Linked DNA regions of Mus musculus: all the other regions are linked to region 1. The links are chromatin contacts, called in public HiChIP or PLAC-seq maps. All regions are on one chromosome and are shown on one strand. Each heading gives the region's core, a stretch centred on a gene start, on an enhancer-like site or on the middle of the called end of the contact. The rest is flanking DNA. Distances are from core to core; before and after follow the strand shown.

Region 1 (7,630 bases), core at 1,493-3,992:
TTAGGTTCTCGTAGAAAACAATTAACAGGTATAAAACTTACAGTGAACAGTGCCCGTGTTTGAAAACAGCTACAAGGCTCAAAGGAGAACACAGGATTGTAATAAGCAGAGTGACAGAACATACTAAAGAGCTTTGTATAGTCAGCTCCCTGGAACTTAAGTATTGATTCTTTTAAAAAGAATTTATTTATTTTATGTATATGAATACACTGTCTCTGTCTTCAGACACACCAGAAGAAGGCATCAGATCCCATTACAGATGGCTGTGAGCCACCATGTGGTTGCTGGGATTTGAACTCAGGACCTCTGGGAAGAGCAGTCAGTGCTCTCAGCTGCTGAGCCATCTCTCCAGCTCTTACCTATTGATTTTTGCTTCATGCTGCCCCACTGGCTGATTGAGCTCCTCAGAGCTCAAGCAGCTGCTACTCTGAACTGAGCACAACATTTCAAACATCTGGAACTCTTGGTTACAGCACATCTGGGCTGTGGACCACAATCAGGGTGTCTCTAACTTGCCTATGTGACAGGTGACATCACAGTGCACAGACAAAAAAAGAAAAAAAAAAACCAACAACACCTGGGAGCAACCAATGCACCAGCATCTTGGGGTATAAACGAAGACTTCAGATTCTTTAGACAAATAGTTATCGGCATCTATACTACAACGTCTGGACAGCATCATTGCCTTTGTTATGTCTCTCACAGTGAAGCCAACTCAAATGTATCCACAAGCTGTCCTTTCGGGGCTGTAATGTTCTAGCGAGAGCCAGCAGGTCTGTAAGACCTCGAAGCACCCTCCAAACACCACTGTTATTAAAAAGTCTCTCAGAACAAGTGGCTCCTACAGCAGCAAGCACTGAAGAGCCTGGCTGCCCAGAGGAGCAGCCAGGCCACCTGAGGGCAGTGGTGGGGTACTCTGTCAGGCCCCTCCATCCCCCCATTAAAATCTTTGTGTGTGTGGGTGGGAGGGAGTGTTTTCCCTGCATGGTTGTGTGCACCGTGTGCGTGCCTGGGGATGGAGGAGGCTGGGAAGGATAGTGGGTGCCCTAGAAATGGATTTATAGGTGGTGGTGGTCCTGAATTTACACATGGGTGCTGGGAATTGAACCTCGGTCCTCTGTAAGAGCAGTAAACGCTTTTTTTTTTTTTTTTTTTTGAATGTTTTTTGAAACAGGGTCTCTCCGTGTAGCCCTGGCTGTGCTGGAACTTGCTCTGTAGACCAGGCTGGCCTCGAACTCACAGGAATCTGCCTGTTGTACGACACCATGTCCGGCCTGCAGTACAAGCTCTTAACTGCCATCTCTTCAGCCGCCTCCCTTCCATTTTCTTTCTTTCTTTTATCCTGTAACTCTCTGAAATCCTCCTGCCTCAGTATCCCCAGTGCTGGGCTGACAGACACATTTGAGTTACCACACTAGGCTTGAGTTCTGTTATTTTGTTTTTATTTTACTTTGGAAGGAATTCTTTTTCTGACTTGCATTGTATTTTAAAGGATGAGTTTTCCTGTATCTCAATAAAGCGGCTATAATTTATTTAGTGACAAGGTCCCACTGTGTAGCCCCAGCAGGCCTGGAACTTGCTATATATAGGCAGTCCTTGAACTCTCAGATCCATTTGAAGGCCACCGTTGCCGGCTCATTCTGGTTCTCTGTGCTGAAATAAGTACATTCTAGAATAATGTTTTGGGTGCAATAGGTTAAATACATTACTATAGTGAATTTTAATTTGTAAAAATTTACTTTAAATTTTAAAGTTACTAAACATTTTAAACGTTTTAAAATAAATTAAAATTTTTTTGAGCCAGGCGATGGTGGCGCACACCTTCAATCCCAACACTTGGGAGGCAGAGGCAGGCGGATTTCTGAGTTTGAGGCCAGCCTGGTCTACAGAGTGAGTTCCAGGACAGCCAGGGCTACACAGAGAAACCCTGTCTGGAAAAAAAAATTTTTTTTTTGATTGTTGTACTAGTTGTTATGGCCATAGGCCACCTTGTACTCTCAACCAGACCAGACACAAGCCACATTTTGGAGGCTGGGCCCTTTCTTCCGTTCTCTTCATCGACCTAAACCACTGGCTGCCACAAACACCAAACGCCCCCATAATCCTGGAGCCAACAAGCAAAGCCAGCCGCCGAAGGTGGAGCCAGAGCGCCGTTGCTAGGCAACCGCGATGGCCCCGCCCCTTCCCCTAACCAATCAAGGGTTTCTAAACACAGCGCAGGTACGTCAGGTGGCGCGTGACCTCGGCACGCACCGGGCGCAGCTTTCCCCGCCTCCTCGCCCCGTCACAACCAATCGAAAGCGAGATTTTGGTGCGCGCCTGGCGTGCGAAAGTCGCCTAACCCCACGTCTTCCCCGCCCCGCCCCCCACTCTTCACGGCCCGATCGCGGTAGGGAAAATGGGGGTCGGCGCTGACCACCGGGCGCCCGAAGGTCCCGCCACGCACCCCGAGAGATCGCTCTGCCCCGGCGGGGACTCCCGGAAGCGGAAGTTGTGAGGGAAGCGGCGGCGGGATACGCACCTGAGGGCCCTGCTTTGCGGGCCGCGCCGGGGGTCTGGAGCCTGGCTTGCGCGTGCGCAGCGGCTCTGCGCCGGCGACCGCAGCTCGGGGGCCGCGGGCGCCTCCTCTCCGCTCCCTTCCTGTTTTTCGTTTTTATTATTTTTTCTCCCTCTTTTTTATTTTATTTTTTGTCTTTGTTTGCTTCCTGGAAGGAAGGTCGGCTTCCCGCGCGTGGCCGAAGCACCCCCGGTGGGGACGGCCACTTCCGGTGCGCTGCAGGACGGCTTCCGCGAGGCCGCCGGCCGGGCTGCGTGGCGTGCACGTGGCTTCGCGCCTTCCCTGGATGTGCATGGCCGTTCTGGATAGATAGAGATATTTTAAAATGTGGTTGTGCGTGCACGTGGAAGCGGAGAGGTCACCCCACGTGTTACTCAGGCACCCACTCCCCCCACCCCCCGCGACAGAGTTTTTCTTGTAGCCCTGGCTAGCCTGCGTTGTAGACCAGGCTGGCCTCGGACTCAGAGTCCACTGCCTCTGCTTCCCGAGTGCTGGGATTAAAGGCGTGCGCCATCACACCACCTACCTTTTAGGACATTGCATTTCCTTTAAAACTAATTTTTGTGCCTGTGTCAGTTCTATGTTCTTGTGTTTGCGTGGCTGCATGTCTCGGGAGCTATTCGTAAAGCACCATCTGTTGTAAGTATTTTGCCACCCTGTTTATATGCACCACGGGGAGGCCAGAAGAGGTCACAGTATCCCCTGGACCAGGAGTTTCAGACGGTATGGATGCGGGAACTGATCAAGTGTTCTTAACCACGGAGCCATCCCTCCAGCCCCACTTTACAAGGGTTCCAGTTTTATTTGTTTGTTTGCTTTAAAATATACTGGAAAGGGGGTTGGAGCAGTGGCTCAGCTGTTAAGAGCTGATAAGTGTGCTTTCAGAAGACCAGTGTCTGTGTCAAGCACAGCACACGTGCCTGTAACTCGCATTTCCAAAGGATTGGAATCCTTTGGCCTCTGTATGCACCCACACCCGCTTAAAAAAAATAAAATATTTAAAAAATACTTTTAAAGATTTGTTGCTTGGTGTACATGCCATTAATACTAGCATTCACAAGGAAGAAATAGGCAAATCTCTCTGAGTTTGAGGCCAGCCATGACTACATATAAGATCCTGTCCCAAAATAAAATGAGAACACTTTGTTCATATCAGGAAAGGCTGTGTAGCTTCCGACATAGTTTGTATTTGCTCGTGTTCTTGAGCTGGCTCCAATAAATCCTTTCCTCCCAGGTCACAAGTGGGTCACTGATTGCTAGATCCTATGGTGTTCGTCCAGCCTGAAAATCTCTTGCTCTGGCTACTTGTCAAAATCAGGTCACTCACCCTTGCAATGTGGCCTTTTAGGGCACAGTGCTTGGTGGCTGTTCTGGCTCCCACTCAATCTCCTTTCTTCCCACTCTCAGATTGCCATGACGTTTCCTACTTTCTGTCTCCAAGCTCTGCTGTCTGCCCTCAGTCCTTGACTTACTTAGTTTTAGGATTATTAAATAACATTTCCGTGTTGGGTGGTAGTACAGGCCATTAATCCCAGCACTCTGGAGGCAAAGGCAGGGGGATCTCAGAGTTCAAGGCCAGCATGGTCTACAGAATAAGTTCCTCGATAGCCAAAGATATGCAGAGAAACCCTGTCTCAAAAAGCATAACAATAACAACAAAACAAAAAAAAAAAGGCCCCCAAAACATTTACAGGATTTACAGGTCTTCAGTCTAGACCAGTCCTCTGAACTGGAGATCTGTGTAGCCAGAGTCTGTTTTGAAATCTCCACTCTCGAGATGACCAGCCTCAGGAGGACAACATGGCGCACCCTCTCCCTAGTCTTCTCCTCCTCCCTATCTCAAGGTCACAGGTTTCAGCCTACAATACTCGGATCCCATGGGATGGGAGCAGGTGCTGGAGGGCCTGCTTCATTTCCTGACAGGAAGCAGAGGAAGGAAGAGGGAGGGAGAGGGGGAGGAGAAAGGAGGGAAAGGAAAGGCAAGGCAAGAAAAAAGAAGAGACTTAGAGCTACATCATCAGTGAGCCACTTCCTCCAGCTAGGTCCTGAAATTTCCAGAGCACCCCAAATAGGGTAATCAGCTGGGGTTCACGTTTTCAATATATGGACTGGGGAGGACACTACCCCGACCATAATAGCTGGTTGAATTTTCCTCCCTCCACCACCCCCTGCCCCTCCCCCCTCTTCCTTCCTTCCTTCCTTCCTTCCTTCCTTCCTTCCTTCCTTTCTTTCTTTCTTTCTTTCTTTCTCTTTCTCCCTTTCCTTCCTTCCTTATTTTCTTCTCTCTCTCTCTCTCTCTCTCTCTCTCTCTCTCTCTCTTTCTTTCTTTCTTTCTTTCTTACCAGGCTGGCCTCCAACTGCCTCCTGAGTGCTGGGGTTAAAGACTTAAGCTACCACATCTGAGTAAATATATCCTAACTTATTAAAAAGAAATAGCCAGGCAGTGGTGGCACACATCTTTAATCTCAGCACTGGAGAGACAGAGGCAGGTGGATCTCTTGAGTTGGAGCCAGCCTGGTCTACACAGCAAGTTCCAAGATATAGCCAGGGCTATACTGAGAAACTCCCACCTTGAAAACAAACAGGAAAAGAAAAGAGGGGAGGGAGAGAGGAAGGAAACGGACACACACAAGTGTGTGGTACCATCTGGACTCCATGTGGACATGTGCACACACAAGCACACAGGTCCTAAAATAAAATAAAAAGCACTACTCGGGAGGCAGGGGCAGGAGATCTCTGTGAGTTCAAGGCCAGCCTGATTTACACAGCAATCTTCACGTCAGCCAGAGCTGCATAATGAGACCCTGTCTCAAAAGTTATAAATAAGCTACACATTGCAATCATAAAACATAAGCATCAGCAAGAGAGGCTAATTAAGAAAAGTGGGTCGTGTTTAGCAACCAGCAGAGTGCAGGATCCGCTCAGGCTGGTGGCCCGCACCCGTGGTGACACTGGTGAATGCTGCCTTCATGAGCAGGAGAACTCAAGGGTGAAGTGCCATTACGACTGTAAGTGCTACTACTATAGTAGTTAGCGTCTCTCAATTAACTCAGGAATTTAATGCAATCTCAATAGTAAAACCCAGTGGAATTTTATTACTGCTACTTGACAAGATGACTTTTAAATTTTCATGGAAGTAAATGTTACGCATAGCAAAGTCAATTTGGTGAGAAAAGAAAAGAGAACAAAACAGGCACCCTTGAATAAAAATGAGAACATACGGCACAGCTTCCGGAGCCTTGTTGTAGGATGAATTCATTTTTTTCCTTCCCCTGTTTTATTTCCAGACAAGGTCTCATTGTAGCCCAGGCTGGCCTCAAGCTCACTATGTAGCCAAGGATGACCATGAACGGATCCTCCTGCCTCTGCCTTCCAAGTGCTGAGAAGAGAGGCTTTTGCTCAGTTCATGTTCATCTTCCTCATAGATTCTAAATAGTATTTCAAACACTGAGATTATGTTTGTGGTAGACAATAAATTATTTTGGGGTAACGAGATATCCGCTTGGCCTCATGGGGTGGCACACACCCTCAATCCCAGCACCTCAGAGGCAAAGACAGGTGAACTCTGAGTTCCACACCAGCCTGCTTTACATAGTGAGTTCTAGGTGAGCCAGGGCCATTCAGTCAGGTCTTGTTTCAAAAAGAAAAGAAAAAAAAAGTCTATTAACAGTTTTTAACTGTGGGGTGGTGAGATGGCCCAGAGGATGAAGGCACTTGCCTTTTGAGTCTGAAATTCTTGAGCCCATCCTTGGAAGCTCCATGGTGGAGGGCGAGAAGTGACTCCCTAAAGATGCTTTCTAACTTCTGCACGTAACGCTGTGATGTGCATTCACCCCCAAATACATAAATGGAACATATTTTATTATGTTTTAAGATTGAGACTGGACTTGGTAGTGCTTGCCTGTAATCCTGGCACCCAGGAGGCAGAGGCAGGAGATTCAGGAGTTCAAACAACACAGCAAATTAAATACTAGCCCGGGCTACGTTAGACCCTGTTTCAAAAACCACAAACATTTACTTCTGTTGGGCTCTGGCTAGAACTCAAGAACTTGCACATACTAGGTGATCATGTTATCACTGGGCCACACTCCCTGCTTCTGACTACAATTGTAAATCTCATTCGGAGAATTCGACTGTTGTGTCCCTTGTCACAAAACAAGAACCAAATTGATGGGCAAGCATCGCCACCTAGTGGCCATGATTCACACTGTAGATGTCCTCTTGGTTGCAATTTTCGAAGGTTTTTTTTTTTTTTAAAACTTTTATTTATATGCATGTGTGCATATCTGTATGAGTGAATGCCACATGTGTTCAAGGGACCCTGGAGACAAGACGTCTATGTCAGAATCCCTGAAGCTGGAGTTGTTAGGTGGTTGTGAGTCACCTGATATGGGACCTGGGATCCAAATTTGAGTCCTATGCAAGTGCAGCAAGCACTCTTTTTTTTTTTTTGGTTTTTCGAGACAGGGTTTCTCTGTATAGCTCTGGCTGTCATTTGTAGACGAGGCTGGCCTAGAACTCAGAAATCCGCCTGCCTCTGCCTCCCAAGTGCTGGGATTAAAGGCGTGAGCCACCACACCCAGCTTTTTGGCTACTTTTATCTTTCGAACTAGGGTTTCACTATGTCAGCCAGACTGGCCTGGAACTAGGTATGTAGACCAGACTGGCTTCAAACTCAGAGATCTGCCTTTCTCTGGCTTTGGAGTGGTGAGAGTAAAGGTGTACACACCGGGCATGGTGTACAGTTCCTCCTTCACCATGCCTGCCTGGATACTGCCATGCTCCCACCTTGATGATAATGGACTGAACCTCTGAACCTGTAAGCCAGCCCCAATTAAATGTTGTTTTTATAAGACTTGCCTTGGTCATGGTGTCTGTTCACAGCAGTAAAACCCTAAGACAACACCTAATGACATCGTTCCACTCACACACCAGCTCCTTGCCAGACTGTTTAGTCAGGAAAGATACTTTGGCATCCGTAAACCGTCTTCATCCTCTTTCATTTTGCCCTCCATAGTCCAGATCTTTTTTGGGGAGTGGGGATGGGATAGGGTTTCTCTGTGTAGCCCTGGC
Region 2 (7,630 bases), core at 1,776-4,275, 480 kb before region 1:
AAGCATCCTCCAAAGGGCTCATAAATAACAAAGATCCCCCTGTTCCAGGGACTTAAGAGTCTTTCTCCCCAGAGCCAGGGACTAAAAATCAGACAGATTCTCTCTTATGAAACACCAACAAAGCTGGATTCGAGAACAACGGACCCGATCCCAAATGGGTTTTTAATGACTTCCTCCCAAAGGAGACATATCCGCAAGGGCCTCGCCTTATCTTGGCCATCTGACAATATCACCGGATAGACAGAGCCAGAATGGGGCCAGCAAGATGGCTCAATGTGTAAAGGTGCTTGCTGCTAAGCCTAATGAACCTAAATCTCATTCCCAGGACCACATGGTAGAAAGGAGAGAACTAACTCACAAATTGTCCTCTGACCCCCCCCCCCCATACTCACTTTGTGGCATGCATACCTTCCCCAAGCCCATATACACACAAACAATTAATAAATGTAATTAAGGGGGCTGGAGAGATGGCTCAGCGGTTAAGAGCACCAACTGTTCTTCCAAAGGTCCTGAGTTCAAATCCCAGCAACCACATGGTGGCTCGCAACCATCTGTAACAAAAAATCTGATGCCCTCTTCTGGAGTGTCTGAAAACAGCTACAATGTGCTTACATATAATAAATAAATAAATAAATAAATAAATAAATAAATAAATGTAATTAAAAGACATAACAGTGGCCAGGCATGGTGCCGCATGCCTTTAATCCCAGCATTTGGGAGGCAGAGGCAGGTGAATTTCTGAGCTCGAGGCCAGCCTGGTCTACAGAGTGAGTTCCAGGACAGCCAGGGCTACACAGAGAAACCCTGTCTCGAAAAAACAGAAAGAACCCAGACATAACAGTCTGCTGAGATGCCTCAGCAGGTAAAGGCATTAGCCACTAAACAACAACCTTAAGGACCATGATGGAAGGAGAGAACCAATTTCAGCAACTTGCCTTTCAACCCCCATATATTTTGGCACACATACTTGAACAAACACACACAGAAATAAAAGTAATATTAAAAAGATTATTTTTAACAGAATAACTGAGACCCAGAGTTGGGGGCTTTGAGACAACTGGGCCTGCCTTGTCCTATCCCGCACCCCACCGGTTTGCTGTGGGCTGCAGCGAAGCATCAATGACTTCCCCCCAACGCTCTATTCTTCCCTTTCTCTTTGGATCCGCACCACCGATGGCGTTCACAGTGGCCAGTGCTACTACCAGACCGTGGTAACTCCAGTCATCGAACAGATCCTACCTGACTCACCCGGCTCCCACCTGCCCCACACAGTCACCCTCGTGTCTATCCCAGCCTCTGCCCATGGCAAACGAGGCCTGTCTGTCTCCATCGACCCCCCTCACGGCCCACCAGGATGTGGCACGGAGCATTCGCACACTGTCCGAGTCCAAGGGTGAGTGGAATGCCACGCTGCCAGATGGGGCTCTGTTGTAGCGACCTGATTGTATTAGTTAGCTGTCTGCTGTTGTGACAGGGTGCCTGATGCAAACAACCTGTGTGGGGAAGAGATGGCTCTTAGCTCACGGTTCAGAGGGTGCAGACCCAGAGTATCCACATACTAGAAGCAGGGGGAACTGAGGTCACTTCCCCCAGAACCCATTTTTAAAAAGTACAGGGGCTGTCAACATGGCCTGTCAGCTAAAGATGCTTACCACCAAACCTGACAAATTAAGTTCCATTCCCAGGTCCCACACAGTGGAAGGAAAAAACCAACAGTCCTCTGATTTGCACGCATGCGCGCACACACAGACACATATTCACACAGTAAATAAATGAATATAAAACAATTATGTTTTAAGTCAAGCAGTGCCTGTGCCTGTAATCCCGGAGTTCCGGTGTTGTCCGCTATGAGCAGCTGTAATGAAACATTGGGCCACACACACACACACACACACACACACACACACCAACAAAGGAAAAGTCACCAAAGAAGAAGAAGAATAGCAAAGAGTAAGGGGAGCCGTGCAAGTGGGCGGAGAACAGGAGGGATGGGCAAGTGTGGTCGGATGCCTTCTGTAGTGCATGAGGGTGCGCAGCGAAGCCTGGTGTTGAACGTAGTTAGTAGACGCTAATAGTAAGATAAAACTGGAGCTGGAGAGATGGCTCGGCAGTTAAGAGCAACAGGCTACTCTTTCAGAGAACCAGGGTTCCCAGCAACCACGTGGTGGCTCACAACCTTCTAGCTCCAGACACCCTTGTGGCCATCAGGCATGCCTGCATGTGGTATATAGACATACATGCAGGCAAAACACCCATGTAAAATCTTTTGTCAAAGGTAACAACTAAAACCACAGTATATTGCAATTTCCACCTCAGGTCACACACACACCTGGTGGTCTTGGCTTTCAGTTTTCCTCTTGGGGCGGAAGTTGACAGGTTGGAGGGGAACTAGTCTAACCACCGCTTTATCCCCAGAGTGGACCCAGGCTGCATGAGCCCAGATGTGAAGAATTCCATCCACGTTGGAGACCGGATCTTGGAAATCAATGGCACGCCCATCCGGAATGTGCCGCTGGACGAGGTAGGGCCACGGACTCACAGACAGACAGGAGGGGGTGCTAGAAGTAGAAGCCTCAGCCCTGAGCTCTGCCACCACCTCAGAAGACTCACCTGTCCACACCTGTCCCCAGATCGACTTGCTGATCCAGGAGACCAGCCGCCTGCTCCAGCTGACCCTCGAGCACGACCCCCATGACTCACTGGGCCATGGGCCCGTGTCGGATCCCAGCCCCCTGAGCTCCCCGGTGCACACTCCCAGCGGACAGGCAGCCAGCTCTGCCCGGCAGAAACCTGTCTTGTAAGTCAACCTGCTTCTTTTACGTGGGTGTCTTGTCTGCGTGTGTGCCTCTGCGCTGCGTGTGTGCCTGGTGGCCACAGGGTGTCAGATGCTCTGCAGCTGGATGGTTGTGAGCTGCCCTGGGGTTCTCTGCTAGAGAGGCCAGTGCTCTTCACTCCAGGCTCCTCCATTTCATCCCTTCAACTCCGCCAGCATCCGTAGGGATTGTGAGAGCCTGAGGAAGGAGGCAGCAACAGTGCCCCCTGCTGGGATCACAGCGACCTTCCTGGGCAGGCTCACATCTTTTATTTTACATTGCTCTTTACTCTGTGGGGGAGGGGAGCACCAAGATGGGCCCTGAGAACACCCCAGAGTCTATGTACCGGTCAGACTCAGGCTGTCAGGCTTAGTGGCAAGTGCCTTAACCCACTGAGCCATCTTGTAGGCCTTCGCTCTAATTTTACAGTTTACTTAAGAGGCGCAACAGACTGTTTTCTGTACATTTTTCTGTAGGCAGAGGTACCAGTGAGGAGCAGGACAGATAGAGCATGTTTTAAGGCCGGGCTCTGGGTCAGTGGTCAGAGTATTCACCTAGTGTACACCAAGCTCTGGGTTCCATCCCTAGCACCACGTCATCCAAGTGTGACATGACTGACGGCACACACTTGTAACCCAGCACTCCAGAGGGTCCGAAGTTCAAGGTCATCCTTGGCTACCTAGTGAGTTGGAAGCTAGCCTAGGCTACATAAGACCCTATTTATTAAAAATAAACAAACCAAAAAAAAAACCCTATTTACTGTGCCAACTCTGGAATAGTTGTGTTCATATAAATAGAATTGGTACAAATTCCACTCATGTCATTGGCTCGGCAGCAATATGTTGTCATGCCGTTGTTCATTATTATAAATATGAAGCTCGTTTTTCTTTATAAGTTGCTTGTGCATTCTTGCTGTTTTTCCATTCCTTCGTTTTCTGGTCATGTTCCTCACTGGGAATACCAAGAGACGGTGCAGGGTTGATGGCTCCCAGGGTAGAAGTACTTGCCGTGCCAGCAAGAAGGCCTCAGTTCAGAGGTGCCCTGCAAGCACCATGTAAAAGGCCGCATATCTGGAACTCCAGCTCAGGGTTCAGTCAAGAGATCCTGTCTCAAAAGGATGCTGTGAGGCTGGACCAGCAGTTAACAGCTAAGAGCCCGCCGGGTGTAGTGGCTTGCACCTTTAGTCCCAGCACTCAGGGAGCAGAGGCCAATGGATCTCTGAGTTCCAGGCCAGCCTGGTCTACGTAGTGAGACCCTGTCTCAGAGGGGGAAAAAAGAGACTTCAGAATGTGTGTATTCTTGCAAAGGACCAAAGTCTGGTTCCTGGCACCCACTTGAGTGGCTCACCTCTGCCAGTTCCAAGGGATCTAAGGTCCTTTATCTGGCCTCCACAGCCATTGTAGGTACATGCACAAACCCACACATAGATACAAACAGATAAATAAAAATAATAAGTCTGAAAAACAGTAAGGCAGAGAGTGACTAAGGAAAATACCTGACGTCAACACAGGGCCTCCATGTGCTTGCACACAAATACATATACACACTCACATAAGTGCATGCATACAGCACACACAAAAATATACCGTGAGAAACCACAATGCATTACAGCGGTGATTTCTGGCACTCGCTCCCCCACACATACCCAATTATTTGGCTTGTTTGGATAATTTTTAGTTTAGTTTATTTTTGTGTTTTGCTTCATACATAGCCCAGGCTGGCTTTGAACTTGGTTTTTGTGTCTCCATCTCTTAAGCATGGGGAATTGCAAGTATGCTTGACCATACCCAGCTGATTTCTAGTTGTTTTCCTCCTCCTCCTCCTCCTCTTCCTTCTCTTCTTCCTCACCCTCTTCTTCCTCCTCTCCTCCCTCCTCCTCCTCCTCCTCCTCCTCTTCTTCTTCCTCCTCTCTTTTACTACCTTAATAATGAAGGCTCATTTGAAGCTGTAGAGAAGACAGGACACAGGCTAGCATCTTGACTTCCTGTAGGACCTAGTGACAGGCTGATTCAAGGGCATCAGGTGTGCCAGGAGGCTCTGACATGTTCCCATGCCTAGAGGCTTCCTCTGAGCGGTCGTCACCACACAGTGGTGTGATCCACAGAGATGACCATGGTCCAGGATGAGGGCTTTGATGCACAATGTCAAGTCAGAGTCGACTCATGGTCTGCAGCAGTGATCCAGGGAGCAGGAGTCGTGAGTCCTCTGTCCTTAAACCTGAAGAAGCAAAGGGAAGGACAGGAGAGTCAGTGGTAGCCTGTCCCTTGTCCTGCTTCTGCTGGGACCTCTCCAGGACTCTTGGAGAAGCCCTTTGAAGGGTTTCCTTCTGGGATGATAGCTGCTTTTTGTCTTTCTATCTTTCTTTGTCTCCTTCCTTCCTTCCTTCCTTCCTTCCTTCCTTCCTTCCTTCCTTCCTTTTTTCCTGGAAGCTGGGTTTCTTTGTGTAAACCTGGCTATTCTGTAACTTTCTCTGTAGACTAGGGCTGGCCTTGAACTTGAAAATCCACCTGCCTCTGCCACCAAAATCCTGGGATTTAAGGTGTGTGCAGCAGTGTTCTGAGAGGTTGTACTGTCAAAGGGAAGTGCTCCCTCCTCTCAGTTTGTCCTGAACTTAGACCATAAGCAGGGACACGTGTGTGCTGCAATGCAATGGTCCTCTCAGGCAGGGCATGAGCCGGGCCTCCAAGCAGAGGAGGCCGTGGGCACCTTCTAATGAACTGTGTGGCTACCCCCAAGACACCAGGCTGGACCACCTACTCCTAGAATTCCCTATTAGGGAATGAGCAGCAACTGGTTAATAAGGTGCTTTTGCAAGGAGGAGTCAGGCAGTGTCTCAGCCGGATGCCACCTTCCCATGGCACTGGGCCCCGTGTACCTTCCCCAGGAGGAGCTGCAGTATTGACACGTCCCCGGGTACCAGCTCACTAGCCTCTCCAGCCTCCCAGCGCAAGGACCTGGGTCGCTCCGAATCCCTCCGAGTGGTCTGCCGACCACACCGAATCTTCCGGCCATCTGATCTCATCCATGGGGAAGTGCTGGGCAAGGGCTGTTTTGGCCAGGCCATCAAGGTATGCAAATGGGGAGGGCAGGCTGGGTGACCTCTGACCCCCTCTTCCCTCCCACTGCCCCACCCACACCCACCCCAGGAACCCAACACAAGGGATGTCTAGATTCTATGCTCTTATCCTAGGGCTGGACTTACTCCTTATTCTGGACTTCTTTGAGCTATTGAGAGGGAAGAGATTTTACATGGACAGATTGAGAACTTTGTGGTTTGTCTTTAAGGACAAAGTCTCCTTCATGTAGCTCAAGCTGGCCTTGAACTCACTCTGTAGCTGAGGATGACCTTGAACTCCTGATCTTGTCTTACGTAAACCTCTCAAGTACTGGGGTCGTACTCATGCACTAGCAGGCCTGGTTTCATTACGTATCGGGATAAGGTCTCACTAAGTTGCCCAGGCTAGCCCCACACTCACTAGATAACCCAGGCTGGCCTTGGACATGGGGTCCTCCTGACTCTGCCTCCCAAGTGACTGGGGTTAGAGGCACATGTTACTGCATCCCACTCGGCCTTGAGTTTTGCACCTCCATATCCCCAACATAGGTGACACACCGAGAAACAGGCGAGGTGATGGTGATGAAGGAACTTATCCGGTTTGATGAGGAGACCCAGAGGACATTCCTCAAGGAGGTCAGTGCAGAGGTCACATGATTACTCCCCTCCCCAATGCAAAGGGGTGGCACGGAGCACACCACCCGTGAAAGAGGTGAGAGGGTTCAGGCTTCACTGGGGCTGGGCAGCCATAAGCCGTGGGTGGGGCTCAGTTAGTAGATGGGTTGCCTACCCTGCTAGAGGACTCAGATTCAATCCCCAGCACTATGCACACATGCCAGGCATTATAATACATTCTATAATTCTGGCCCTTGGAAGATGGAAGCAAGAAGATCAGAGATCAAGGTTTTCTCAACTACATAGAGAGTTCTAGGCTAGCTTGGGCTATGTGAGACACAAAAGTCAGAAACAGCCATGGGTTGCAGGTGCAGGTTGGTAGATGCTTGCTTACCATGCACAAAGCCCTAGGCTCTAATGCCAAAACTGACCTTGGCTACACATCTGTTGTCCCAGCACCTGGGAGATGGTGGTGTGAGGTTTAAAGACTTCTGTGGCTACATAGCTAGTTCAAGGCCAGTCTGAGCTATGAAAGACACGTTTTGTGTTTGTTTGTTTGTTTGGTGGTGATAGTGGTGGTTGGTTTGGTGGTTGGTTTGGTTTGGTTTGGTTTGGTTTGATTTTGGTTTTTCAAGACAGGGTTTCTCTGTATAGCCCTGGCTATCTTGGAATTCACTCTGTAGACCAGGCTGGCCTTGAACTCAGAGATCCGTCGCTGCCTCCTGAGTGCTGGGACTAAAAGGTGTGCGCCACGGCTGGTGCCACCACCACCACTACCTCAGGGCTTGAGAGAGACTCTTAAACAGAAGACACGGTGGCTCCCCGTGTGAGAGGAGACTGGGTGCCCTGCTGTCTAGGCAGGGCAGAGCAAGGGAAGAAGGTCCAGGCCCAGCCTGTGTGTGCTCCTGCAGGTAAAGGTCATGCGCTGCCTGGAGCACCCTAACGTGCTCAAGTTCATCGGAGTGCTCTACAAGGACAAGCGGCTAAACTTCATCACAGAGTACATCAAGGGCGGCACCCTGCGGGGCATCATCAAGAACATGGTGAGCAGGGTTGGGGCTGGGGTGTGGCTTGGTTGGTAGAGTGCTGGCCTAAGCTGGCATACATGCGACTTTGGCTTCCATCCCAAGCACTGCATAAACCTAAT
Region 3 (7,630 bases), core at 1,967-4,466, 330 kb before region 1:
CTGCAGTTACTGTCTCACTGAGGGAAATGAGGGTTATTTATATCTGCATGAGATGGTAGCCCTGGCCCACACATCTGGTTCCCATGGTGATGCATCTCATGCCAGAAAACACAAACAAGTCTTTTAAGGCATCATGAGGTGGGAGACAGCTCACTGGCAGGGTGCCTGTGGTGCAGGGGCCTGCGTTCGGCTCCCTGGCTATATGACAGACATGGTCGGTCACACAGGTCTGTAACGCCCAGGACAAGCTGTGCAAGTCCTGCTCATCTCCAGAGCTCCCTGGCCAGACAGTCTATCCAGTTAGGACCACCAGGCTCAGTGAGACATCCTGCCTCAAAAGGGGAGCCCCAGGCATGGTGGCATAAACCTTTTACCCCAGTACCAGGCAAGCAGAAGCAGATGGATGTCTGTTCACTGCAGGACAGTCTAGTCTACACAGAGTTCCAGGCTAGGCAGGACTATGTAGTGAGACCTTGTCTCCACCCCACCCCCCAAAAATCAAACTAAACCAACACTAACAAGAGCCCACCACAACAAAAAGAAGAGGGGTGTAATAGAGGAAGAAGTCACCCTGATGTAGTTCTGGGGGATGGCTCTGGGTTAAGAATGCTTTTGCCACAAACATGAGGACCTGTGTTCAAATCCCCAGCACCCACGTAGAGCTGGGTATGGCCACATGCCGGTAATCCTGGTGTTGGACGGCTGGGGCAGAGTCAGGAGGGTCGCTAGGACTCCCTGGCCTCCAGTCTAGCTTCAGGTTTATCAGGACACCCTGTCTCAAAGGGAATAAGGCAGAGAGTGATCATATAAGACACTCAGTGTTCTCTTCTGGCCTCTGTATGCGAATGTATGTGTACATATGTGCACATACATATACACCATCAAACTAGCCTGCCCCATGCACACTCACATGCATATATACACACATAAATACACAAACAAACCATCAAACTGGCCTCCTGCACGCACACATTCATACATACATTGTGTGCAAGCTCAAACAAAATTTTTGTTTGTTTGTTTGTTTGTTTTTTTCGAGACAGGGTTTCTCTGTATAGCCCTGGCTGGCCTCGAAATCAGAAATCCTCCTGCCTCTGCCTCCCAAGTGCTGGGATTAAAGGCACGTGCCACCACTGCCCAGCATTTTTTTTTTTCCAATTCAAAATAAGGCATCATGGGAGTTGTGTTCACCAAGAGCCTAGCTGGGCGCAGGTCCCAGCATTGTGTAGGGGCACTTTAGGACCTCAGTTGCCTCATAGGTATACGTACCATAAGCTGTAGCGAACCCCATTTGTAAATGTATGAGGTAGGGCCGTGTCCCTGTCCTCTGCGTGTTTGGCGTGTGTCCCCAAAGGGAACCTAGGGACCGTCTATATCTGTGGGCAGCCCAGGAAATGCACACTGGGACCTCAGCCCTCAACTTTGAGGAGAGAGTGAAGATGGTGAAGAGGAAGACCAGAGGGCTAACTGACACAGTATGCCCGCTGAAGAGTCCTTGTCTTGACTTGGTGTTTTGAGGCAAGGTCTCACCATGTAGCTTGGCTGTCCTTGACCTCCTAGGGCTATGCACTGCTACCCCTGGCTCAGACTGTTGTCCTGTGTTTTCTATGGACATCCTGAGAGGTAGGAGGCTTGTGTTCAGTGCAGTAGGGCTTCCCGGAAGCTCTGCCCCTCCTCAAGTACCTTCATCGTCTGATCCATAACTGGCTGGTTACACATCCTTCGTGCATATACATCCCTGTGTGTGTGGGTGTGGGTGTGGGGGGGTCTCTGTGTGTGTGTGTGTGTGTGTGTGTGTGTGCAATGGGTTGAAACAAGGGACCTCTCATTTAGGCAGGGGCTTACCACGGAGCCACGCCCCCAGCCTCTCCCTGGGGAATTCTAGGCAAGTGCTCTACCACAGAGCCACGCCCCCCAGCTCCTCACTGAGGGATTCTAGGCAGGGGCTTTACCACGGAGCCACGCCCCCAACCCCTCACTGGGGGATTCTAGGCAGGAACTCTACCACTGAGCCACACCCCCAGCCCCTCACTGGGGGATTCTAGGCAGGGGCTTTACCATGGAGTCACACCCCCAGCCCCTCCCTGGAGGATTCTAAGCAGGTGTTCTACCACTGAGCTATATCCTTGGCCCCCAAAACCCATCTCTACCTCTTTTCTTCCCTGTAGGAAGGTGGAGGACCTGCAGTTCCGGGTGGAAGAAGAATCCATCACCAAAGGAGACTTGGAGGTAACGGTGAAGTTCTCCGCTGCTCACTTAGAACTGTGAGCCCAACCCTCGCCGTGGGAAATAGTTCTGGTTTTCAGGCAGCAAGCCTGCACCTCCCTGGGGAGGCCTGGGTGATTGTAATGGAAATATTGGGAAGAATCAAAAGCCCCCACTTTGGAGGAGTGGAGGAGAGGCAGGCCTTAGGGTATCTGGTATTAGAAGTGAGCTTGGTTGTGTTCCAGAAATATAGGGACCTTATGCTGGCAGTTGAAGACAGAGTCAAGAAAGATTATAGGTCTTTGCCTAATAACATAGGAGCCAGACTCCTGGGATCATAGACCCAGGACTGGCTAGAAGAAGCAGTTAGGATCACAAGACTCTGTATGCAACAGAATGAGAGCTCACTGGCTGGGCCTGTATCTCAGTTGGCAGAGTGTTTGCCGAGCGCTCAAGAAACCCTGGGCTCCCATTCTGGTACCACATAAACCAGGAGTGGTGGCACAAGCCTGTTACCACAGCACTTGGGATGGTCTGAGTTCAAGGTCATCCTCAGCTATAGAGCAAATTTAGGGCTAGCCTGGGCTACATGAATTTAAAAGAGAGAGAGAGAGAGCAGAGACTACCCCAGTGGTACCACCAACTAGCAAGTGTGCACATTAGAGACAGCGATTGTTGGGTCCTGCCCCAGACTGTACCCTCGCCATTTTGCTACCTGTATACCTGGTATGGATACAATGGGATTGTTCCTAGTTCATAAACACACTGTGCTGACTTAGGGCCCAGAAGGCCTCAGGCCCACTGAGGGGGTATCTAGCCCTGCCCCCAAGGCCTGCAGAGACCTCTGAGGTCAGGAGGCCACCCTTGGCCACCTTTCCTGTTGTGTCTCTTGAAGCTCCCTGGGAAAGGAAAAAGCAAGAACTCTCTGGAATGGCCACGTGAGACAGGGAGCTCAGCTCTTCCTGATGTTGTCAGACCTGTCTGGCTTCTGGAAGCCACTTCCCTTCAGCAGACCTCAGCTTCCTCCTCTGCAGAGTGAAGCAGTCTTGGTCCATTACAGGCTCTCAGGCCCGCGTGTCCATCTAGACCTAGTGGTCTGCATTTGTGACTGTTTCCCAAGTTCCTGAGGGACCTTAGAAACCTCAGCCGTAGGTCATTTCTGAGTTCCACTCGGGTTGATCTGGGCCTGGTGGCACCCTAGTTTTCAAGTATAGCTGGAGCAAGATGATTATAAGCTCAAGGCTAGCCTGGGCTACGTACCAAGTCTAAGCCAACCCGTACTTCTTAGCAAGACCCTGCCTGGAAGGAAGGGAGGAGGGGCTGGAGCTGGGGCTCAGTCGGTAGAATGCCTGCTTAGCATGTGTGACGCTCCGGGTTCAGCTGGTAACGCCACCGTGGGGAGGTGGAGGCCGGGGGCTCGAAATTGAGGTCATCCTTGGCTACGTGGCAAATTCAAGGCTAGTCTGGTTAGCTGACAATGAAAGCTGGACATGGGGTGCACTCCTGTAACCCCAGACCTCAGGAAACAAAAGCAGGAGGATCAGGAGTTCAAGGCCAGCCTTGGCTATGCAGTGAGTTTGAGGCTAGTCTGGAATAAATGAGACTCCAAAAAAGGAAGGAAGGAAGGGAGGGAGGAAGGAAAGAGGGAGAGAGGGAGGGAAGGAAGGAAGGAAGGAAGGAAGGAAAGAAAGAGGGAGGGAGGGAGGGAGGGAGGGAGGGAGAAAAGAGGGAGTGAGGGAGGAAGGGAAGGAGGGAAGGAAGGAAGGAAGGGAAGGAGGGAGGGAGGGAGGGAGGGAGGGAGGGAGGGAGGGAGGGAGGGAGGGAAAAAGCCAGGTATCCTTCCCCAGCCTGAAGCTGTTGTGATTTGTGGTTTTGTTACAGCCAGAGGGACAGCACAGGTGGTTATGTCTGGCTTATCTGAAGGACAGCAGTCCCCCTGTAGGGGACAGATGGGTGGGCTTGAGGGGAGAGGGGGGCTGCCAGAGCTAAGCCCTCTGCACCTGCTCCCATCAACAGATCTTAGCAACGATCGGTTGTAGGGAAATGCACACATGCACACCCCTGGCCGGCAGTTCAAGGGACTGGAGTCAGGGTGGTGTCAGGTGCTCACAGACCCTTGGCGACTCTGGGTCAGCCTGTCTGTCTGCCACCTGTCTGTATCTTTTACTACATCTCCTCCTTATTCCAGCCTGCCAGATTGCTACCACCCAAGCTATCCCCCGGAGAGAACCTGGTTGGTCCCAGGGCTGCCAATAGGCTGGCAGGCATTGAGGCAAGGGACAGAACAAGACAAATAGTGTCACATGGCCAGTGTAGCCAGAAAGACTATCACATCCTGTGTTTATATTTTTATTTTTGATTCTAAAGACTAAATTGTGACCATATTCAGAGCAATCAGAATGTGAATTGAGGTAACATTAACTTAATCCCTGCCCCACATTTGGTTGTGGTTGCGTTGTTTGATACTACACGGGCTGGCCTGGACCTCAGAATTCTCCTGCCTCAGCCTGTAGGTGCTAGGATTCCAGGCTTGAAGCCACCTTGCCTGTTTCCCCCAACCATCTTAAAAGACAAAGCAGGAGGCTATAGGGATGGCTCAGTGGCTAAGAATACTCACTACACTTCCGAGAACGTGGCATTCGAGTTCCAGATGGCTCACAACCTCCTAGATCTCCAGCTACAAGGGTTGTAGTGCCCTCTGCTGACCCCAACCGGCACCTGCACACACACCCATGGAAACGCGGGCATGCTTGCACAAGTAAAAACAAATCTTTTAAAAAGTGAAAACTGGGACCCGGGAGGTTGCCCGCGGCTAAGAGCACTTGCTGCCCTCATGGAGGACCTGAGGGTTCTCCCAGCACCCGAGAGGTACTTCACCATCTGTAACTTCAGTTTCAAGGGATCGGATTGTTTTCTGGCCTCCAAGCTCATGGCCTCAAAACATACATGGTTTATACATATGTGCAGGAAATACATTTGCACACATAAAATAAATACATAAATCTAAAAACGTATAAGTTAAAACCAAGGTCCGGGGGATGTGGCTCAGCAGCAGAAGACTTACCCAGAAACTCAAACTGGGGGGCCTGGGGACATGACTCGGCTGATCACATGGCTAGAACTCCCCAGTTAGGGGGCCACGATGAGGCTCATCAATACAGAGCCTGAGTTTGGATTCCTAGCACTCTCATTAAAAATGGGCACAGCAGCCAGGCATGGTGGCACACACCTTTAATCCCAGTACTAGGGAGGCAGAGGCAGGCGGATTTCTGGGTGTGAGGCCAGCCTGGTCTACAGAATGAGTTTCAGGACAGCCAGGGCTACACAGAGAAACCCTGCCTGAAGAAACAAAAACAAAAATTGGCATGGCACAGGTCTAACCTTGTTGCTGAGATTGGCCAGTTGGCATAATTCAGTGGAGTGTGATTAAGGTCTGACATAGACTAGGGTGATGCATGCCTTTAATCCCAGCACTTGGAGGCAAAGGCAAGAAGGTTTCTCTTTCTCTCTTTCTGTGAGTTCGAGGCCAGCCTGGTCTGTAACCTGGTGAGTTCCAGGACAGCCAGAACTATACAGAGAAACCCTGTCCTGAGCACCTCCCCTGGACCCCTCAACATAGACACACACAGACACACACACACACACACACACACACACACAGAGAGACACACACACACACACACAATTACCTGACATCCACCTCTGCTCTCCACATGCATATGAACACACAAAGTCAAAATTGAAAGCCCAAACCCTGTCCCAAACATAATAGTTGGTCCCTTGGGGCTGGGTCACCCTGTCTTCTACTGTCTTCATGACTAAACTCATCATTGCTCATTAAGCGTCCCTGTCGATCTTCCTCTGCTGACTGGCTGCCATTAGGTGCCTGGGCTCCAATCTTTCAGTCTCCATGGCTGCCACTTCTTGCTGGCATCTGAGTGTATTAGCCCTGCCGTCTAAGCCCCGCCCACCCCCTTCAGGACTTGCTGCAGGGTTGTGTGTGTGTTGGGGTGGGGGGTGATCGCTTTAACCTGTGTTTCTCTAAGGGTGAGCAGTACCCTCCCCTCTCTCTGGAGACAAACCTAGTTTCCAGTCTGGTCCCCTAGAGTCCCCCAGGGTGTGTGTCCTCTGCGCGTCCCTGCTTACATGCAGAGATCCATCATGAGCCCTCCAAATGCCAGCCCTGTGCCACCCAGAGAATGTCATGCTTTGTTCTCGAATGAAACGGGTGTTGTAAAGAGGGGACAAAGGTACCCTTGTCCTTCCAGAGACCAGGCGTCCTCTGCAGAATCTGGGCAGGGTGAGGAGAGGGGAGGGATGTCGAATCAAGCTAGGCTCTGGGAAGGGCAATGGGCATTTGCCCAGTCCCCACCCAGCAGGCCTGCCTGAGGAGAATCAAGATGGTGTGTGTTTTGAGTTAGCCAGGCATGGTGGCACATACCTGTCATCCCAGTGCTAGGGAGGCTGAGGCAGAAGAATTGCAGGTTCAAGGGCATCCTGGGTTACACACTGAGTTCCAGGCTAACCTGGGCATGGTACGGTCTTCATACTTGGGGAGTGGGGGGTCAGCCTTAGCAACATAGTGAGTCCCTGTCTCATAAAACTAAACCAAAGTCCAGAGTCAGGATTACAGGTTCAAAGGCCAGACTGGGATACACAGTGAGTTTTAGGACAACCTTGGCTGTATAGCAAAACTCTGTTTGAAGACCCCAAAAAGAAAACAGATGTCGTAGTGCACACCCTAAATCCTAGCACTCAGGAGGTGACTATAAAAAGAAGGGTCCTGTGAGATGGCTCAGCAGGAAAAGAATCTTGCTACCAAACCTGACACCCAGAATCTGACCCCCAGGACCCACATGGTAGAAGGGGAGAACCCACTCCTTCTAACTGCCCTCAAATGCACGGTGGCATGTGCACAGGCACACATACTAAATGAATAAATAAAATGCACCTAACAAACAAAGAAAGACTGACTCTTTAAATCCCACAAAGGAAGAAACTGGGGTACCCATAGCCACTGCGTTATCAGAGGCTGGCAAGGGGTGGTTCCCAGAGCCTCTTCTGCCTTGAACACACGCCCAGCTAGCCCCAGTGATGGGAGGGCACCCAGCCCTCTCACGCACCCCACTTCTGAGACCTCTCTCTCTTCCCCAAGCAATTCCGGCTCATTGATCTGTTTTCAGTCTTGTTCACGGAAGATGACGCCTCCTCTCTCTCTCTCTCTCTTTTTCCTTCTCACGCCCTTTCTTTCTTTCTCCGACTTCCTGTTCCTATATTCCTTTCCCCACGTCCCTGCCTTCCCTGTCCACCCTGCCATCCCTCCCCCACCCCCGCCCTGGGTGGAGCAGACCCAGACCCAGCTGGAGCACGCGCGCATTGGGGAGCTGGAGCAGAGCCTGCTATTGGAGAAGGCGCAGGCCGAGCG
Region 4 (7,630 bases), core at 1,687-4,186, 270 kb before region 1:
ATGGATCCCCACAGTAAACCCCTTTCATTTAAAAAAAAAAAAAGATTTATTTATTTTATGTATGTGAGTACACTGTAGCTGTACAGATGGTTGTGAACCTTCATGTGGTTGTTGGGAATTGAATTTTTAGAACCTTTACTTGCTCTGGTCAACCCTGCTCGCTCAGTCCCTGCTTGCTCAGGCCCAAAGATTTATTTATTAGTATACATAAGTACAGTGTACATAAGTACACTGTGGCTGACTTCAGACGCACCAGAAGAGGGCATCAGATCTCATTACAGATGGTTGTGAGTCATCATGTGGTTGTCAGGATTTGAACTCAGAACCTTTGGAAAAGCAGTCAGTGCTCTTATCCGCTGAGCCATTTCTCCAGCCCCGGACCCCTTTCATTTTAAGGCAAGTTCTCACTATGTAGCCTGCGGTAGCTTTAAACTTTTAAATTTGTGTGTATGAGTTTGTATACACACGTCCATGTGTCATGGCACATGAGTGGAGGTCAGAGGGCAACTTGAAGGAGTTGACTCTGTTTCCACCACGTGGGTCCTGGGAATCAAACTTAGGTCATTGGGCTTCCCACTGAGCCATCCTGCCAGACAATGAATTTTCAATCCTCCTGCCTCAGTCCCTGAGTAACTGAAATAGCAGGCATGTCCCCAGTACCCAAAAGACATAGAGATCTTACATGTAACATGACTTGCATCTAGTAGACATTTACTAAGCGATGGCTGTTCTCAGCATTATACACTGTGGGAGTCAGGCCGTAGCTGGCAGAGAGGCTATGGGAAGGGGGAAGTGGAAACTCAGATAGGGGGAACTGCCAAGGCAAGCCCCAGGTCACTTGGGTAGAAAGTGGAAACGCCAAGATTTGAACTCACGCCCACCCCCCTTACCCCTTACCCCCCAGCTGCCAGATCGTTGATATTTGCACTGGCTTTGGTGTCAAACTAGGGCAGGCACTGCACAAGTGGGTCAGAGGGCCTGGCTAGTAAGGCCTCAAGGCTTTATTAGGACTCTAGGGGCCCATCACCTATGGCCTTGTTTCTGATCCCTGGTGCTCTGCCCAAACCCCTCTGTGGGCACAAGGGCTCTTCTGGTTGGCTCACTGAGAGGAGGCTTGTGAGCCTGTCCCCAGAGATGGTCATCCAAGGTCACTAAATTGTCACTAAGGTCTGGGCTTAATGTGTATGCATGAGGAGATCTAGAAGGAGACCAGGTAGGTTCTGTCAGGATCTGGTAGATCCTTTTTTTGTCTTGTTTTGTTTTGTTTCGAGACAGGGTTTCTCTGTGTAGCCCTGGCTGTACTGGAACTCACTCTGTAGACCAGGCTGGTCTTGAATTCAGAGATCCTTCTGCCCCTGCCTCCCGAGTGCTGGGACTAAAGGCGTGTGCCATCACTGCCCGGCAGGATCTTGTAGATTCCTTTTTTTTATGATCACCTATCATGTAGCCCAAGCTGCCCTCAAACTCACGTTGTTGCTTAGGATGACTTTGTCCTCGAAGTCCTCGAGTCGGTTACTGTGCCATATCATCTGGTTTTATGTGGGGCTGAAGGTCAAACCCAGGGCTTCAAGCAAGCACGCTGGACAACCATTCTATACACTGACTGAATTATATCCCTAGTGAAACTGAGTGTTTTCACTTTTTGAGACAGGATCATATGGGCCAGCCAGGCTTCAAACTCTCAGAAATCCTCTTGCTTCAAACTTCTAGGCCCTAGGATTATAGATGAAAGCCACTAAGCCTAACTCTTTATTATATATATATATATATTACAGGGATTCTCTAAGTTCAGACTGGGCTAGAATTCTCTATGATGCTCAGTCTGACATGAACTCCCAATCCTCCTGTCTCCGTCTCCTGAGTGCTGAGACTACAAGCACATTCTATCATGTCCTGCATCTATTTACCTTTTACTTACTGAATTTGAGGCACAGTCTCCCTGAGTGGTTTGGGGACTTGTCTGGTACATGTCTCTCTGCTGTGCCTATCCCAGCAAAGGCCTAGCCAAAGATTCAGGGGACCACCTGGTTACCAACCAACTGCTGGGTTGACTTGGGACATATGGCTTTGGAGAGGTTGGAGGGGGAGGGTCCCCCAGTGTTCCCCTCCCCCATTTAGTAGTATACAGGAGGTCAGATGGATGGTAAAATAAAACTCGGGACCCAAAACCACTCTGTGTGGTTGTGCTCACCTGTAATCCCAGTATTTGGGAAGTAGAGGGTCAGAAGTGCAAGGTCATCTTCAACTACATAGAGAGTTTGAGGCCAGTGTGGGGTGTGCGAAACTATCCTAAAACAACAACAATAAGGGTTTTAGGGTGTAGTTGTATAAGTAGAATGGTTGCCTTACATACAGAAAGCTCTGGGTTCGAGTCTTCCCAGGTATAAACTATAATCCCAGCACTTGGAGGTAGAGCCAGGACGATCGGTTGTTCAAGGTTATCCTCACTTTTCAGTTCGTGAGTGTTCAGGACCCTAAAACAGTTTGACTGCAACCAGGGCTTTATGAGATTCCAAGATAAAAAATAAATAAATAAAAAGGCCTGGGCCAGGCCATCCAAGAGAAAAACCTGGGGTCCCTCCCTTCTGACCTTGGACACTCCAGGCATAAGAGTGACCAGGAGGGCAAACCACCTAGGGATCCTCCGGGCGTCCTCTGGGTGACCTTGATGTATTCTGATCTCTCCGGGGAGGGGGTTCTAATCCGTGGCTGGGGGAGTCTCGAGGCTCCGAGGTTGTGAGTCCTCCCCCACGGTGGCACGGGGCGGGCCGTGCGGGCTAATCCCGTATGTAAATGACAGCCAATGGAGGGTGGTGTTGCGCGGGGCTGGGATTAGGGCCGGGGCGAATGGCTGGCAATCTTACTGGGATTACAGAACAAAGAGAGAACCTCCCAGAGCCCGGGCTCGGCTTCGCGCTCGCTCCGCGCCCCGCCCTCCGCCGCAGCCCGCGCCGGGGGTGGGGGCCCCGCGCAGCCCCCGGCCGGCCGCCCGCACCGCGTCCGCCCTCCTTCCCTCCCTCCCTCTACTGATCCTGTCCCCCATTCCCGGATTATTAACTCAGCAACCAGAGGCGACTGGATCTACCGAGTCCTGGCCACCGGGCCCGGGCCGGGGCGCCCGGAGCGCTTGGGGATCCTGCAAGGTAAAAAAAGGAGAAAGTTTGACTGGGGGCGGGGGTGGGGGTGGGGGATGGGATGAGGGATGATGGAGATGGGGTGCTCTGGAGCTTGCTTTGGTTTTGAGCCCTTATTTTTGCACCCCCCAACCTCAGTGTGTTGTGTGTATGGGAGGTCCCTTCCCCTCCCCCTCCAGGTGTCTCAATTCTAAGGCCCGCCTTTTGGGGTGTGTGTGCACGTGATCGGGATTATAATTCGAGTTTGGAGGGGGATGGGTTGGGATGGTCAGCTTCTTCCCTCCGGATACCTGCTGGAATCGGGGAAAGCAGACACCCCTCTCACCCTCGAATTCCCTGGAGGTGGAGAGAGAAGCGCCCCACTGGCCTGGAGCCCAGCAGGCCTGGATACAGTTGGGCGAATGAGGTCAGTGGTGCTGCCCTGCCGGGGGAGGTTGGTGGAGGGGGCGTCGGAAAGAAGCTTTCCTCCCCCTCCCCCTTTTCCTCTCCTGTCCTCCAACGCTCAAGCTGAGTCCGAACACTGCCCCAGAGCGGCGGTTTTTTTTTTTTTTTTTTGGGGGGGGGTCATCCTGTAAAGAGGCTGGCTTGCATGGTGGGAGCCGGACCTCTTTGGTTGGTTGGGGGTGAGTCAAAGAGACTTAGGGTCTCTAAAAAAGGGGCACAGAGGGTGCCAAGGAACAAGTTTGAGGGAGCCTCGGCTGTGGGTGGTCTCTGAGTTCTTGAAGAGGAGGGGGAGGGGCCAAAGGGTGCTTAAAGTCTCCCCATCCGGAGTCTCTAGGAGTGATCGCGACCGGTGTGACTCCCAGCTTTGCAGCCAGTCAGGGGGCTGAGAGGGCGACTTTTTTCCTGGCCTCTAAGCCCCAGGGAAACGGGGGATGGGGGGGAGGACACCCGTGGCTCTCAGAGTTTGGCTGCTCTGTCAGGAGACTAGCGGAGACCAGCATCGGGTCTGGCGACCCAGCCTCCCTGGAGTAGACTAGAGGTGGCAGTTCCTGGGTCCCCTTCCTGGGGAAGTGAAAGAACTCAGGAGCCGGGCTCAGCGATGGAGTGTGTATCTGGAATGTGGGGCGTGAAGGCTGGTCTTCGGCAGGTTTTTAGAGGAGTGGGAATTCACAAGGGGCTTCTCTTCCGGCTCAGACTGCAGAGCTGCTCCTGGAAGCTCAGTGGTCAGTGCTCCCTGTTCCTCCGTTGGGGCCCTCCAAGACCTCTGGCCTTGGGAGGTGCCTTGATCCGTTCATTTATTTTAGCAGCGTCATTCCCAGAGGGAAAGGGCACCGGCATCGATTATTTATTCTATTTGGAGCAAGAGGAAGTGGAAGGAGGCTGGTGGCTGGCAGCTGGGAGGGGTTGGGCAGTGGGGCATCGAAATGGGGTGCCGATACTGTCCCGTGTCTCTCCATCATAAGTCACCACCTGCTTAAGGCTCCAGGAGTGTGTGAGATTGACTTTGGCGTCTTTAGAAAATCTACCAGCAGACCTAGAAACGGGCCTAGCGTGGGGGTGGGAGTAGGGGTGGGGGTGGGGGTGTCAGAGCCCCCTAGCCTGCTGGGTTGTGGAAGGCTTGAGCTGTGTCTCATTCTGTAGCCAGCTCTGTGGATGACCTAGAAATTGCCAGTTCTAACTCCAAGGGTCCCAGTGGATCCTAGCCGGGGAAACAAGGAAGGACGAGATCTGCGCTGCTTCCCTTGTCTTGTTATTGGCTCTGAGAGTTTGGTCTTGGGGACAGTATCTTGAGGAGCATGCCTAACTTACTTAAGTGCTTTGTTGTCTAGATGCAGGGCAGAAGGGTCATTCATTTCCAGGAAGCCAGTTGGCATTTTCGTTATCCTTGAAGGCTGGCTCCCAGGAGCCCAGCCGGCCTCTGACACGCGGCAGTCTCCTGCTTGGTACTTGGAAATCGTCCGAAAGGCAGACATAATAATAGAGGTCTCGGGAGCAGCTGCTCAGTTGCTACACGTGCAGAGATCGGGGTGTGTGCATGCTTGGGTAATAGCTGGGTTGTTGGAGACCTGAGTTGAGCTTCCTGGTGGGAAGGCTTGGGGGAGTGTTTCATCATGTCTTGAGTGTGGCCTTGGGTCCACAGAGAGCATCTCCTGGCCTGGACCCTGGTTTTTCCTCATGTTGGCCCACCTGTGACACCTGGGCATCACTCGAGGGTTCCTTCAGTCGGCCTGGCTTAAGGAGGGCTGTGCAAGCATGTAATTCTCTTTTCTTTTGAACTTCAAGACCTGGCTAGTTATGCTTGGTTCCGAGAGTCTACCATATCTGTGTTCCTATACTGTCCTGGCTTTCTCCTGACCCTATCTCTCTTGGCAGTTCGAGTGTGTCTTTTGGTTGCACTAGATGTAGTGGGAATGGGAGCTTGCTACTCACTTGTTGAGCGACTGCGTGTTGGAATGAATGAATGGATGAATGAATGAATACAATCATCTGTTAATTTTCTATCCGTGTGTGTGTGTGTGTGTGTGTGTGTGTGTGTAGGCTGATGTGGTCGTAGGCTAATTACTTACTTTATAGTTCAGGCTTACCTGGAACTCAGGGCAATCCTCCTGCCTCAGTCTCCCAAATGCTGGGATAACACCATGGTAATAATAGTCCTAGTGTTTTTCTGGGACATCTTTCATTCCTGGTTCCTAAGGGACAACCTGTCAATTACCCTAAACTATTCCTTTAAACACAAGCCTCTCACTGTTTCCCAGTCTTACTGCATTTTTCTGTTCAGGAACGTGTGTGTGTGTGGCAAGCAGCCAGTGACACAAGCCAGGTTCTTTGGGACAAGCCAGCTGCCTGGGGCCTGCAGAAACCTTGACAGACACTTGAAAAGCAAGATTTGTGGGGGTTAATTCAGAAACCCCACAGAACAGAGTGGGATCCTGGCTGAGGGCACAGACCTCACACCAAGTTGTTTTTCCTTTCCTTTCCTTTCTTTCTTTTTAAACAGGAGCTTATTATGTAGTTCAGGTTGTCCTTGAACTCATGATCCTCCTGCCTCAGCGCTCCCAAGTACTAGGATTGCAGGCAAGTGCTCTGCCTGAGCTCAGACTGCTTAAAGAGCTCCCAGATGAGGAGAGGGGGAGACCTGGACCCTTTAGAGAGTAGAGTGGCCCCAGCAGAGGCCTGCAGGGAGGTGAGCTGGAGAAGGATGGATTACTGGCCTGTTGGAGTGGAGTAGCACTAAGGGTGGAGAGCCCCTGAGCAGCAGCCATGTTGTGGCCTAACAGTTCTGATCTGAGCTGGGGACGTAGGTAGAACGCTTGGTGCTGAGGATCCTGAGGATCCAAGTTCAATCCTAGCACCCACATTAAAGGCCAGGTTTGGCAGGCATGTATGCCATTCCAGTACTGGGTATACAGTGACCGATGGACCCAAGGGGCTGGCTGGTGAGTGTCAAGTCCCAGAGAAAAGCCTCATCTTATAAAAACAAAAAACAAGGCAGTTGGGAGTGGTGGCGTGGGCATTGCTTGAGGACGAATGTCTATGGGTTTGAGGCCAGTCTGGTCTACATAAAGTAGTAAGTTATGCCAGCTGGGGTAATATTGAGACCCTGTCTCAAAAACAAAACAAACCAAAAATCTAGAGATGCCTCTGGAGGAACAACCCTTGAGGTTGACCTCTGTCTTGCACACACATACACACACACACACACACACACACACACACACCAAACCAGTGGTTCTACCTTTCTAATGCCATGACACTTTAATACAGGTCCTCATGTTGTGGTGACCCCCCCTCCCCCAACCCATAAAATTATTTTTGTTGCTACTTCATAACTGTAATTTTGCTACTGTTACGAATCATAACATAAATATCTGTGTCTTAGAAATATCGGTGAAAGGGTAGTTCGACTCCCCCTAAATGAGTCATGACCCACTGCACTAAATCAATAAAAGAAGACTAATACTTCTCTTCTCTTCCCCCATCGGCAGCTCTTCATGGCTGCCTTGCCTAACTTCTGGTCTTCCTGTTTTGATGGTTACTTACGTTCAGTGGTTTACTGTGGGTGGACAGGAGCAGCGTGGGAAGCTGGAGAGCCTGGGTTCCCCCTTGCAGTTCACCCCCTTGCCTTGCCCTAGGACCCATGAGGAAGCTTTGCCCCTGCATCTGCCCCTGACTTGGGTCAGGTTCTGAAGGACCGAGCTGACGTGGTCTGTGATTGGATGCTTAGTCGGTTTTGTACCCAGTGCCCCAGATGATGGGTATGGGCAGGAGGCTCAGTGCAGACTCTATGGGGATGGTTTAGGTTCTCCTCAGTGGATGGACTTGATCCTTCTATGGGTGTGGGATGACTCATGGAGCGTTCCTTTCCACACAGGGAGTGTAGCAGTCTCATCGTAAGCACCTTTCTTCCTGACCCTGAGTGGGACCTGGTGGCCCTGGAGCTATTTACAGGTCCACCTGTCCCCTTCCTTCAGGACCACCTGCTTCTGAAGTCCAGATTTAGCTAATAAAAATAAGGACGCCTGGTTAAATTTGGACCGAAGATAAATCAGGGA

Evidence for each region. HiChIP or PLAC-seq counts read pairs in DNA pulled down with a chosen protein or histone mark.
Region 2: an H3K27ac HiChIP or PLAC-seq map of embryonic stem cells shows a contact between it and region 1, with 7 times the contacts expected there. The contact joins the enhancer-like site here to the promoter of Gtf2ird2 in region 1. A contact is called at or near these places in 9 of 39 promoter capture datasets (the C10 cell line, the HPC-7 cell line, cranial neural crest and 5 more), 17 of 484 Hi-C or Micro-C datasets (CD4 T cells, CD8 T cells, LSK cells and 11 more), 16 of 115 datasets of contacts at active chromatin or transcription factors (the 230-238 cell line, the SCID.adh cell line, double positive thymocytes and 10 more) and 2 of 9 other capture datasets (adipose tissue and liver).
Region 3: an H3K4me3 HiChIP or PLAC-seq map of microglia shows a contact between it and region 1, with 5 times the contacts expected there. The contact joins the enhancer-like site here to the promoter of Gtf2ird2 in region 1. A contact is called at or near these places in 17 of 39 promoter capture datasets (3T3-L1-derived adipocytes, the C10 cell line, the HPC-7 cell line and 12 more), 5 of 15 datasets of contacts at CTCF or cohesin (embryonic stem cells, hippocampal excitatory neurons and pro-B cells), 70 of 484 Hi-C or Micro-C datasets (B cells, the Ba/F3 cell line, CD4 T cells and 34 more), 40 of 115 datasets of contacts at active chromatin or transcription factors (the 230-238 cell line, DN3 thymocytes, the HPC-7 cell line and 24 more) and 5 of 9 other capture datasets (adipose tissue, embryonic stem cells, liver and 2 more).
Region 4: a contact with region 1 is called in an H3K4me3 HiChIP or PLAC-seq map of embryonic stem cells, with 28 read pairs. The contact joins the promoter of Gtf2ird1 here to the promoter of Gtf2ird2 in region 1. A contact is called at or near these places in 22 of 39 promoter capture datasets (the 3T3-L1 cell line, 3T3-L1-derived adipocytes, the C10 cell line and 13 more), 23 of 484 Hi-C or Micro-C datasets (the BV-2 cell line, CD8 T cells, the CH12 cell line and 13 more), 36 of 115 datasets of contacts at active chromatin or transcription factors (the 230-238 cell line, the NIH/3T3 cell line, the SCID.adh cell line and 25 more) and 5 of 9 other capture datasets (adipose tissue, embryonic stem cells, liver and 2 more).

Annotation. Positions count from the first base shown.
Region 1 is chr5:134,179,150-134,186,779 of GRCm38.p6, reverse strand. Gtf2ird2 (GTF2I repeat domain containing 2) reads right to left here and starts at 2,742. Exons shown (of 16, transcript NM_053266.1): 1 at 2,522-2,742.
Region 2 is chr5:134,664,081-134,671,710 of GRCm38.p6, reverse strand. It overlaps Limk1 (LIM-domain containing, protein kinase), which reads left to right. Exons shown (of 16, transcript NM_010717.3): 5 at 1,187-1,393; 6 at 2,416-2,521; 7 at 2,631-2,797; 8 at 5,698-5,881; 9 at 6,418-6,504; 10 at 7,395-7,526. Among named protein-coding and RNA genes, the nearest start is that of Gm10369, 8.2 kb to the left of the region's middle. Within about 2 kb of position 3,025, at least 13 of the 459 cell types and tissues checked have an H3K27ac peak or open chromatin away from gene starts, as enhancers often do. A contact at or near this core is called in embryonic stem cells and epiblast stem cells, where this site is marked.
Region 3 is chr5:134,504,762-134,512,391 of GRCm38.p6, reverse strand. It overlaps Clip2 (CAP-GLY domain containing linker protein 2), which reads left to right. Exons shown (of 17, transcript NM_009990.3): 8 at 2,169-2,229; 9 at 7,554-7,630. Among named protein-coding and RNA genes, the nearest start is that of Clip2, 44 kb to the left of the region's middle. Within about 2 kb of position 3,216, at least 24 of the 459 cell types and tissues checked have an H3K27ac peak or open chromatin away from gene starts, as enhancers often do. A contact at or near this core is called in the HPC-7 cell line, bone marrow-derived macrophages, cerebellum and 2 more, where this site is marked.
Region 4 is chr5:134,452,022-134,459,651 of GRCm38.p6, reverse strand. Gtf2ird1 (general transcription factor II I repeat domain-containing 1) reads left to right here and starts at 2,936. Exons shown (of 30, transcript NM_001081464.2): 1 at 2,936-3,143.